Linked DNA regions of Zea mays: region 1 is linked to region 2. The links are chromatin contacts, called in public Hi-C maps. All regions are on one chromosome and are shown on one strand. The core of a region is the stretch at or near the end of the contact, and the rest is flanking DNA. Distances in the headings are between cores, read along the strand shown. Region 1 holds the start of LOC103650791 (probable potassium transporter 2). Region 2 holds the start of LOC100276337.

Region 1 (4,614 bases), core at 2,016-4,515, 210 kb after region 2:
TTCCCAGTTTAATATCACCACCAGTTCTAGGGGATTGAGCTCTGCCAAACATAGTGAAATCTTGCATCATATGGCAGCATTACATCGTCGCTGCTCGGGGTTGTAGGCGAATTTTGGGCGGAGAACGTGCTGTGTTTGGACCGCCAGTGTGGAGGCACACGATGTTGTCCTAGACCATGCCGAGCACGGGCTCGTTCTGCGCGATGTTGGGGAGCCCCCGCAGGTCGCCGTCGCCATCGTCGTCCTGTGGGGACGAGACGCGGATGAGCCAGGCGATGTCCTCGAGCATAATCAACAGTTGGAACTCCAGCATACATAGCCCTCGAGGTTCTTTCCAGAAAAGAGTATGATGGAAAGGTGAGTTGTAATTTACTTCACTTCATGCTTGATAATTCTCAGTTCTTTGTTGTATGTGTATCTGCTTTTTCCCCTACATCAATCAATGAGATAAAAGGTTCGTGGCCGCGGCACTTAACAAAACTGGAAGTCGTAGTTCCTTCAGTTTTTGTTTGTATCATGTATCTTTAGGACTTGAAGTCGGCATCTTTCAGACAAACATGTTTTGTTTTCTAAGTACTGCAGCAGTACTTACTGCAACTCATAAAAAGAAGGCCTTGAAAGTAACTGACTTATCTTGTGTCTAGAGTTTGACTCGTGCTGCATATAGAATTAGCATTGGGATTTGTTTCTAATGTTGTGTGGTCACAGTAACTTACCATTTAGGTACCAGTTGGTTTCTTGGCTCGTTTTCACTGAAAATGCTTGCATTGAAGACAAGCAGGAATATGGAGTTGTATATCCTTCAAGTGCTGCTTTTAGGCTTCTGAATCTCACATCGGTAGGGTAGATTTTAACACTGCATGTTGTGACAGAACTCATTCTCCTCGTCCAGGTAGTAGACGTTTGGTCCTGTGGTGTCACGCTGTACGTGATGCTCGTGGGATCATATCCATTTGAAGATCCTGAGGATCCAAGGAACTTCCAGAAAACGATCAGCGTAATCATCTCCCTTTTCCTTCTGTTGGTTATCATAGCTTGCTTCAGTTGCTTGTTTGGTGATTCTGAAAGCAATTTCAATGTCTCTTGTGCTTGGCAGAGAATTCTTGGCGTGCAATACTCCATCCCGGATTATGTGAGAGTGTCTTCAGACTGGAGACGCCTTCTGTCTCAGATATTCATTGTCGATCCTTCAAAGGTACTTCCTCTCTCAGTTCAGTAAATCCAAATCCAAGCTGGCCTAATCGTCAGAGTTCAGATCACCTCCAAAAGGCAAATATTTCATATGCTGATTATACTGAGGTGTGGATCCTGCAACCCTGGACAAACAATTTTCAGCGTGATGACTGACAGTGAATTTCTTGTGAAACGTCCTCTACCTGAAACTGAAAGAGGATCACGATCCCGGAGATAAAGCATCACCAGTGGTTCCTGAAGAACCTCTCGAGGGAGATCTCGGAGAGGGAGAAGGCCAACTACAAGGACACGGATGCCGCCGAGCCGGCGCAGGCCGTGGACGAGATCATGCGGATCGTTGAGGAGGCCAAGACCCCCGGTGACATGTCCAAGGTGGTCGACCCGGCGCTGCTGGCCGAGATGGCAGAGCTGGAGAGCGACGAGGAAGAGGCAGACACCGATGGCACCTACTGATCGCTCCTGCATGCAGCTCAGCAGCTGCTCAGTCATGGTGTCCAGTCCTTGTGCTGCAGACATGGCGCCGCCGAGCGCCCGAGCTTAACCCGTGCGTGTGATGACGGATGTTGTATTGCACTCTTTACTCTGTTTGTATAATAAAAGTATGTACAATATTGTACAATTGCAGATTGCCTTGTACAGATAAACTAGTGTGCACTGATATACTCTGTCCCAAATTCTATGTTCCAAAACGGTTTAAATAATTTTATTTTTTAGAGAGATCAAAGTAGTTTTAAGTATGATTAAATTTATATAATAAAATAATACTAATTATGATACCAAATAAGTATCATGGATATTTAAGTATGATTAATTTATAAATAATATTACATTATAATCAGCTACTACAGAAAATTAAAGATAAAACGAAGCGTCGATCATGACAGAAGCCAAAATATATTATAGAGAGGTCATATCGCGGATGGTGTCGAGGGCCAGAACGCGACGCTGGGGCTTCTTTCGTGCTTGAGCGGCAGGAGCGAGGCCCACGAGACGGACAATGTGGACGCCCTCGTTCCACTCTTATGCTATTTTATATCTTAGAATGTGAATACTTATGTTTTTCTATAATAATCATGGGTCATTTTCACTATCATGGGAAATTCGGATCTGTGTTCGTCTCATTTCCTGGACCCATCTTTGCAGCTCTATATCTGTTTCAGACCACGTTACGTTATTATGTGTTTCCATTGCAACGCACGGGCACTCACCTAGTATAATAGAAAGTACTGATTGAGGAAGAATATGGTGGCAGGGAATGGTTAGAGGTGGCTTAAGCCAGCACGATGGTAAGACTGAGACATAACTTAAGGATTGTTTAGTTCGTGACTAACTGTGCCACACTTTACCTAAAGTTAGTCGTCCGAATTAAAGAAGTAGGGTATGTTTGGTTCGTGACTAACTATGCTACATTTTGTCTAATATTAATCGCCCGAATTGAATAACTAACCTTAGATAGAAAAAAATAGATAAAGTGTAGCAAGTTAGTTAAGCTCTTAACTTTAGACAAAAAAAAGTTATACAAAATATGCTAAGTTACTAAACATGTCTTTACTCTCTCGCCAAGGTAGACATGGTGGACTCTGTGCTGAGCCAAGTTTGGGTCGTGAAAAAAAATCGGCCTTCAAATTGGGCTGTCATGTGTGTCATGCTGCGTGGACATCTATAATAAAAACTAGACTCAATCAGAATATAAATAAACAAAAATAAGATAAAATAATAATTGCACATTGAGAAACGAGTGAATTAATGAATCAGTCATCATAGCCTAGGCCCTTCCTCCGCCGCTCCGCGTACGCGCCTCCACAGGATCGGGCCAGCAAAATCTAAGACTCTATACAAAATTCCGGAAGATCAACCTATAAAGTAGAATTACACTAATATAGGCTATAATAATATGATAAAAATGATATATTAAAAGTTATGTGATTGTATCTAACTGTCTATTCAATTTTGTATTATATAATTTTACTTGGATAGTATTATTTTGTTAGTGTTATTTTTAAAATGAAATCTTGAACGACATTCCCCATGTTAAAATGGAGATATAGTCATGATGAAAGACAAAGACACCATACACAACTGAGTTAACTCATGAGATAAAGATTTACCTAGAGATTAGTTGATTTATTAGCCTAATGTGCTAGAACTGGAGACCATTGGAACTGGGGGGCTGTTTCCTTGAACAGGCTGCACACCCACTGGTTCGGGCCTGCGCCTCCACCGTGCCCGCGAGGTTCGTGACCTGACGCAGCCGCCGATCGAGTTAATGGACGCCGAGGCTGGCGTCGCCGGCGCCGACCAGCTGCCGGTAGGGAGGCCATCTCTCATTCTCTCGTTGCCGTGATTCCGCTCTCCTCCTCCTTGCCTGTCGTTGGTGGAGACATTGATGTTGGTCGACCTCGGGGTGGGCATCGAACGGCCCGTGCCCGCCCACCCCGGTGGTCTGTGCGTGTGCCCGCGTCGCGATCGGGGTTGTCCGGGGGGTCGGATTTAGGGGATTCCGGTGCGGATTAGATCGATCTCTCTGTCTTGCCTGATTCATTCCTCCCCCTAGGTTCCAATGTAAAGGGTACATTACTCAAATGTTTCGGTTCTGTCGTGGTGACAATGGTGGAGCAGGAAGCTGAAACTCGAGACCAGCTTATGCGTTTTGATTTTAACCGGGGTATCACTGATGTTAAGCAGATATGGACGTATATTCTATATCACCATGTTGTTATTATATATAAACAGTCGTAATTAACGAGCATTGTGCTACTGCTACTTTAGAGCGAGCATTGTGCTACTACTATTTTAGAGCGCTGCTTTGAATATGCGGAGCATGGTTCCTAACGGATGTCGTTCTGCCTTGCAATTTCAGCGGAGGCAGTACTACATGAATCTATTGCTTTTGGCTTACCAGAGCTTTGGTGTTGTTTACGGTGACCTAAGCACATCGCCTCTTTACGTTTATAAAAGCACATTCTCTGGAAAGCTCAATCAGTACCAAGATGAGGAGACAGTGTTCGGTGTGCTTTCCCTCATCTTCTGGACCTTCACTCTGATTCCTTTGCTGAAGTATGTCACTATTGTGCTGAGTGCTGATGATAACGGTGAAGGTGCCTATAAATCTCTTTCTTAACATCCCCTGTCTTTTCATGTGCCTGGATGGAGTGGGATTAGTTTGTTGTAATCCAGCATGTATATCGGCTAGCAACGATATGCAAGAAAAATTAAGGCTATATTGTTTATCGTCCTAATAAATCTTATATTAAATGAATAATATCCCTTAATGTATCTTCTGAAAGAAGGCCTATCTTCGCACTTGTAGCTTACAAATGACTAAGGGCTGCCTACACTTTTGTAGGCGGACCATTTGCTCTCTATTCGCTTCTTTGCAGGCATACAAAACTCAGCTTGCTGCCAAATCAACAAGCAGCT
Region 2 (4,334 bases), core at 756-3,255:
CGTGGTCAAAATATCGACCACCGAGGCAGCCGTCGACAAGGGGAATAATGGCGGTGACGAACCTGACGGTACACCATACATGGCGGCGATCGAGGAGAACGACGACGAGGCTGCGTCGTCGACCGAGGACGTCGGCGACGCCGTCGAGGAGGAGGACAAGAAGGAGGTAGACGACGGCAGCGTCACGTTCCCGGTCTCCATGGTGGCAGAGGAGGACGGCAGCGTCACCTTCAAGGTACGAGTCAATGACGCCGAGGCCAAGGACGACGACGGGAGCGTTAAGTTCGCGACTGCCGCCGCCGGCGCCGCCCCCACGACCAGCAGCAACGTGGTTGCCGTGGTGGCCGAGGAGGATGGGAGCGTCACGTTCGCAGTGCCAGTTTCCCCTGTGATCAAGGACGACGACGAGAGCGTTACCTCCGCGGCTGCACCGGCAGCCAAGGTCCAGGACGTCGTGGGCGCCGTGGTGGCAGAGGACGATGGCAGTGTCACCTTGGCGAAACCGCTAGCCCCTGTGAGTGTGACCAAGGGTGGCCACAGCGTTTCCTTTGTGCCTGCCCGGCCTGCAACGACCAAGGACGACGACGACAGTGTTGCCTCCGCAGCTTCCCCGATGACCATGGACGACGAATTTGTCAGCTTACCGGTTGCACTGGAGGAGGAGGAGGAGGAAGAAGAAAATGAGCATTGGAAGGACAATGATGAGGCGGAAAATGAGCCTGCTGTTTCTGATGACGAGGAGGGCACGGCCGAAGCTGATGGCGCAACAGAAGCCGAAGAGGATGAGGAGGAGGCAGGGCAGTCCGAACCTTCTGAAGATAATGATGAGGTAGACGATGACGCGGACCTGCCCGATCCTACTGCTGTCGAGCAGCTGCTAACCAAAGCTGTCGAGGAGATCAAAGCGGAGGAGGAGAGGAGTGCGGCGGACACAGTTGGGGAGAACGTCTCCAGCAAAGAGCCAGACGAGGGGAAACCCATTGCACCTTCGAGACCGAGAGACGAGGACGGCGGTATGGCTGGGTTTTCTTCTTCTGTTTTGGCATGAACTCATGCATGGCAGTTGATCTGCTCTGGGCCAAAGCAACAAGTAGCCGCCTTCTGGCTGCTGGCTGCTGCCATCCTTAACCCATTCGTCCCGTGTGCAGGGGAACCGGATGGGAAAGAACCCATGGATTTGGAGGAGGAGGAGGCCAGAACCACCGAGGAGAAGACACCGGATGATCACCCAGGCATCCCAGCTGAGAAGAAGAGCGGCAGTGATGACAAGGATTCCGCTCTACCTGTAAGCGCGTCGTCGTCTTCTTGAGCCCAGAGAATAATTAAGGAGAACACGAACACCGATGGAAAGGCAGGCTGCTGCCGGTGGCCGCTCCAGTAGTAGTAGCCTCTAGTGCATCTTTGTTTTTTTTTTGAACATGTATGGCGTACGCGTCGTTGTCATGTCCAACACGCCCTGGTTCTTCAACATCGGTACGTACTGACCATGTGGTTTCGAAGTAGTTGGCAAGAGGTAGTTGTTGTTGACGAGTTTGTTGCGTTGTTGTTCGAAACCAAGGAGAGGCAGGTCGGCTTCAAAAGTCTATATGCAAATGCTAATAGGACACCAGTGCTATGAGCACACATGGTGCCAGCGCTGATCGCGGTACCAATACGCGATCAAATCAAATTCTAACACTTGGAAACGAAAGTGCAGGTCAGAAGAAGATGAATCTGAGCAGACGTGCCTGTAGCCTGATTGGGTGGTAGTGGCACTAGTTTGGTGCGGAGACCGACTGGTTGAGCGAGTCGTCTCATGTTCAACCAGCAGACGGACCAACTGCTGCAGGCTGCAGCACAGGAAAAGCGGACAGCGATGGCTCAACAACTAACCCCACACAGCCACAACACCCCCCCCCACCCCACCCCCCAAAAAAAAACAAAGAAGCCTGAAAGCACCCAGAAGATTCATATCAATCGGACATACCATGTCTACCAGAGAATAGAAAGACCTTCCTTCCATCCATCCCACAGTCAGTCGTTGACACAAAGAGAAATTCCACAGCCGGGGGGCAAGGCTTTAATTGCCCCCTCTCCCTCCCTCGCCTCCTTCACCATCCCACCGAGCTTTGCAACAGCTAGTAGCATGGGCAAGCTGTGCTGCAGCCAGGAAGACGACGAGCCGGCGTTCAACCTCCTGGGGCTGCTCGTCACCGTCGTCCTCGCCCTGCTCCTGCTCATGCTGTGCACGCCGCCCCGCCGCAGGCGCTGCGTCGCCTACTACCCCCGTTACTGCTAGGACAGGACGGACGCGGTGGCGGTGGCACACGCCGTCGAGCTTCAGCCTTCTTCGAGGTAGGGAGGAAAGGATCAATCTTCTGCTCTGCTCTGCGATGGGCGCCGAGGTAGGCATCAGACGTGGAGTTCAATTCGAGTCCGAGTTGTGGAGTATACAATAAATCATGCTGGATTGTTTGTTTGTATGTAAAAGCGTTCTGTTATTATTGGTAAATCAATGTGACTACTGCATAAGGCTGGTCGGTCTGTAACCTGATCCGAGAGTCTGTCTGTTGGTAAAAAATTAATTGACTACTGGAATTTGTTGACTTGGTATCTGAAAGATTTTATTTTTATTTGTGTGTGAAGTTTTCAAGGGACGAGTGGTTCATGAATTGCATTGATCGGTCCGTGATACACCTTCTTTTTATTAGGCTCAGTCGATCTGTGCTACTTTAGCATGATTCGATGATACAAAAGATTCAAAAGCTACTTTTTATTATGTGTGGCGATGAACAGTAGCAGTTGCAAAATAAAAGTAGTTCAAGTTCATAAGGAAGCGGGCAAACGTAGCAGCATCGATCACCTGGACCTGGGACACCGATGGTCCGCGACCTCGCGCTCCGATCTAGTCCCCGTATCCATCCCTCCTCCTCCTCCTCATGATCCGCGGCAACCCAGGCGACTCCTTTCTTCCTCCTTGTCGACCCTGTCCTCCCCTTCTCTGGCGTGGTAGCGCCGTGGCGCAGCGGCCCGGAACACGGCTGGGAAGGGGCTGTAGAGGACTACGAGGAGGAACGGGAGCCCACTCGCCGCGAAGGGGCCGGGGGGGGGGGGGGGGGGGGGGGGGGGGGGGGGCGGGGTTGCCGTCGCCGGAGGAGAAGGGAGCACCAACCAGTGCGCAGAGGGGCTATTTCGCAAACTGTCTCTTACTACACTTTTCCAGGGAGTTTTGTGCAAAATAGTCATATTGCTAATTTGCAATGCTTATAAATAATGGCGGATAGCTCGGGACTCGGGAGGACGGATCTGATGTCATCAACTCATCATCAGAGCTCAAAAGTTGTGACTGTGATCGTGTTTCGTACAAATTATTCGATAAAATATTAATACAAATCGATTACATATAAACGAAACCACTATATTTATTTTTAGGAATTGAAATTTACTTAATAATGTAACCTATTTAGTTTGGATTTTTTACATTCCACCACTTTCTAAATTTCAGATATAACACTATCTCAAATTCATGAAACAGGGAATGTGAAATAATTTTATGTATCAGTTGAATATGTTTCTACTCTGCAACTTATACGCTCTTTAGCTCACTCATCTATAGTAAAAATATACCACATAAATATATTCGACATCTTACTAATAATGTTATATAAATATTTTTTTTATAAAATCATATTAGCTTAATTGATATGTCTAAATTACTATTATTAAAATGAAATTCAATTTCAAGCATTCAAATGGGACCTAAGAGAAATTGTGGTTCACAGTATAGCACCATTCCTGACATACCATCATACCCCGTCTATTTGGAGCCTTTGAATATAATATAATATTCCTTAGATAAGAGATTTACCATTATTGGCTATTAAAAGGCACTTTGCCACCGTATAGGCCCACTAAAACAATATGCTGACTGCGACATATTACATATACGACACCACTTCTGTATAAGAGTTAGTACAAAGATGAAGACAAAGAAAACCAAATTAATTGGAGAACATGTAGATTCAAAAGAACCACTGACTGCAACTAACACTGATAAATACGAAGTGCATATTGGCGCAAATGGTTTACCAGTTTTCACCGAGGGTATCTCCAATAGATGCCCTATCTCTATCGTATCTTATCCTTTATTTTAAACTTTACTCTATAAACAATGTTATATACAGTTCTACGTTTCCTATTTTATTGAGGTTTTCTTTAAGTATGAGTAATTTCCTTATTATTAAAGCAGAAAGGAAATCTGCTCCCACAATCGTCTACATCAGCGAATTTTTTGGTTGTTCGATCGTTGATCATTGGTGGCATTTTCTCCCGTGCGCCGTGTGTAGATGCTTCTA

The links. Hi-C and Micro-C count contacts between places; a contact is called where the count stands out from the background.
Region 1: a Hi-C map of ear shows a contact between it and region 2, with 5 times the contacts expected there. The contact joins the promoter of LOC103650791 here to the promoter of LOC100276337 in region 2. A contact is called at or near these places in 7 of 25 Hi-C or Micro-C datasets (bundle sheath, ear, leaf and 1 more).

What each region holds. Positions count from the first base shown.
Region 1 is chr3:156,212,518-156,217,131 of Zm-B73-REFERENCE-NAM-5.0, forward strand. It overlaps LOC103650791 (probable potassium transporter 2), which reads left to right and starts at 3,266. Exons shown (of 9, transcript XM_008676357.2): 1 at 3,266-3,502; 2 at 4,055-4,292; 3 at 4,541-4,614. The coding sequence starts at 3,461. It overlaps LOC103650790 (serine/threonine-protein kinase SAPK3), which reads left to right and starts at 293. Exons shown (of 4, transcript XM_008676356.2): 1 at 293-357; 2 at 893-997; 3 at 1,097-1,195; 4 at 1,390-1,792. The coding sequence starts at 932. The coding sequence ends at 1,647.
Region 2 is chr3:156,001,905-156,006,238 of Zm-B73-REFERENCE-NAM-5.0, forward strand. It overlaps LOC100276337, which reads left to right and starts at 2,006. Exons shown (of 1, transcript NM_001363955.1): 1 at 2,006-2,592. The coding sequence starts at 2,126. The coding sequence ends at 2,278. It overlaps LOC103650786 (neurofilament heavy polypeptide), which reads left to right. Exons shown (of 2, transcript NM_001351638.1): 1 at 1-1,013; 2 at 1,149-1,658. The coding sequence ends at 1,309. It overlaps LOC103650787 (a long non-coding RNA gene), which reads right to left and starts at 3,081. Exons shown (of 3, transcript XR_002268129.2): 1 at 2,843-3,081.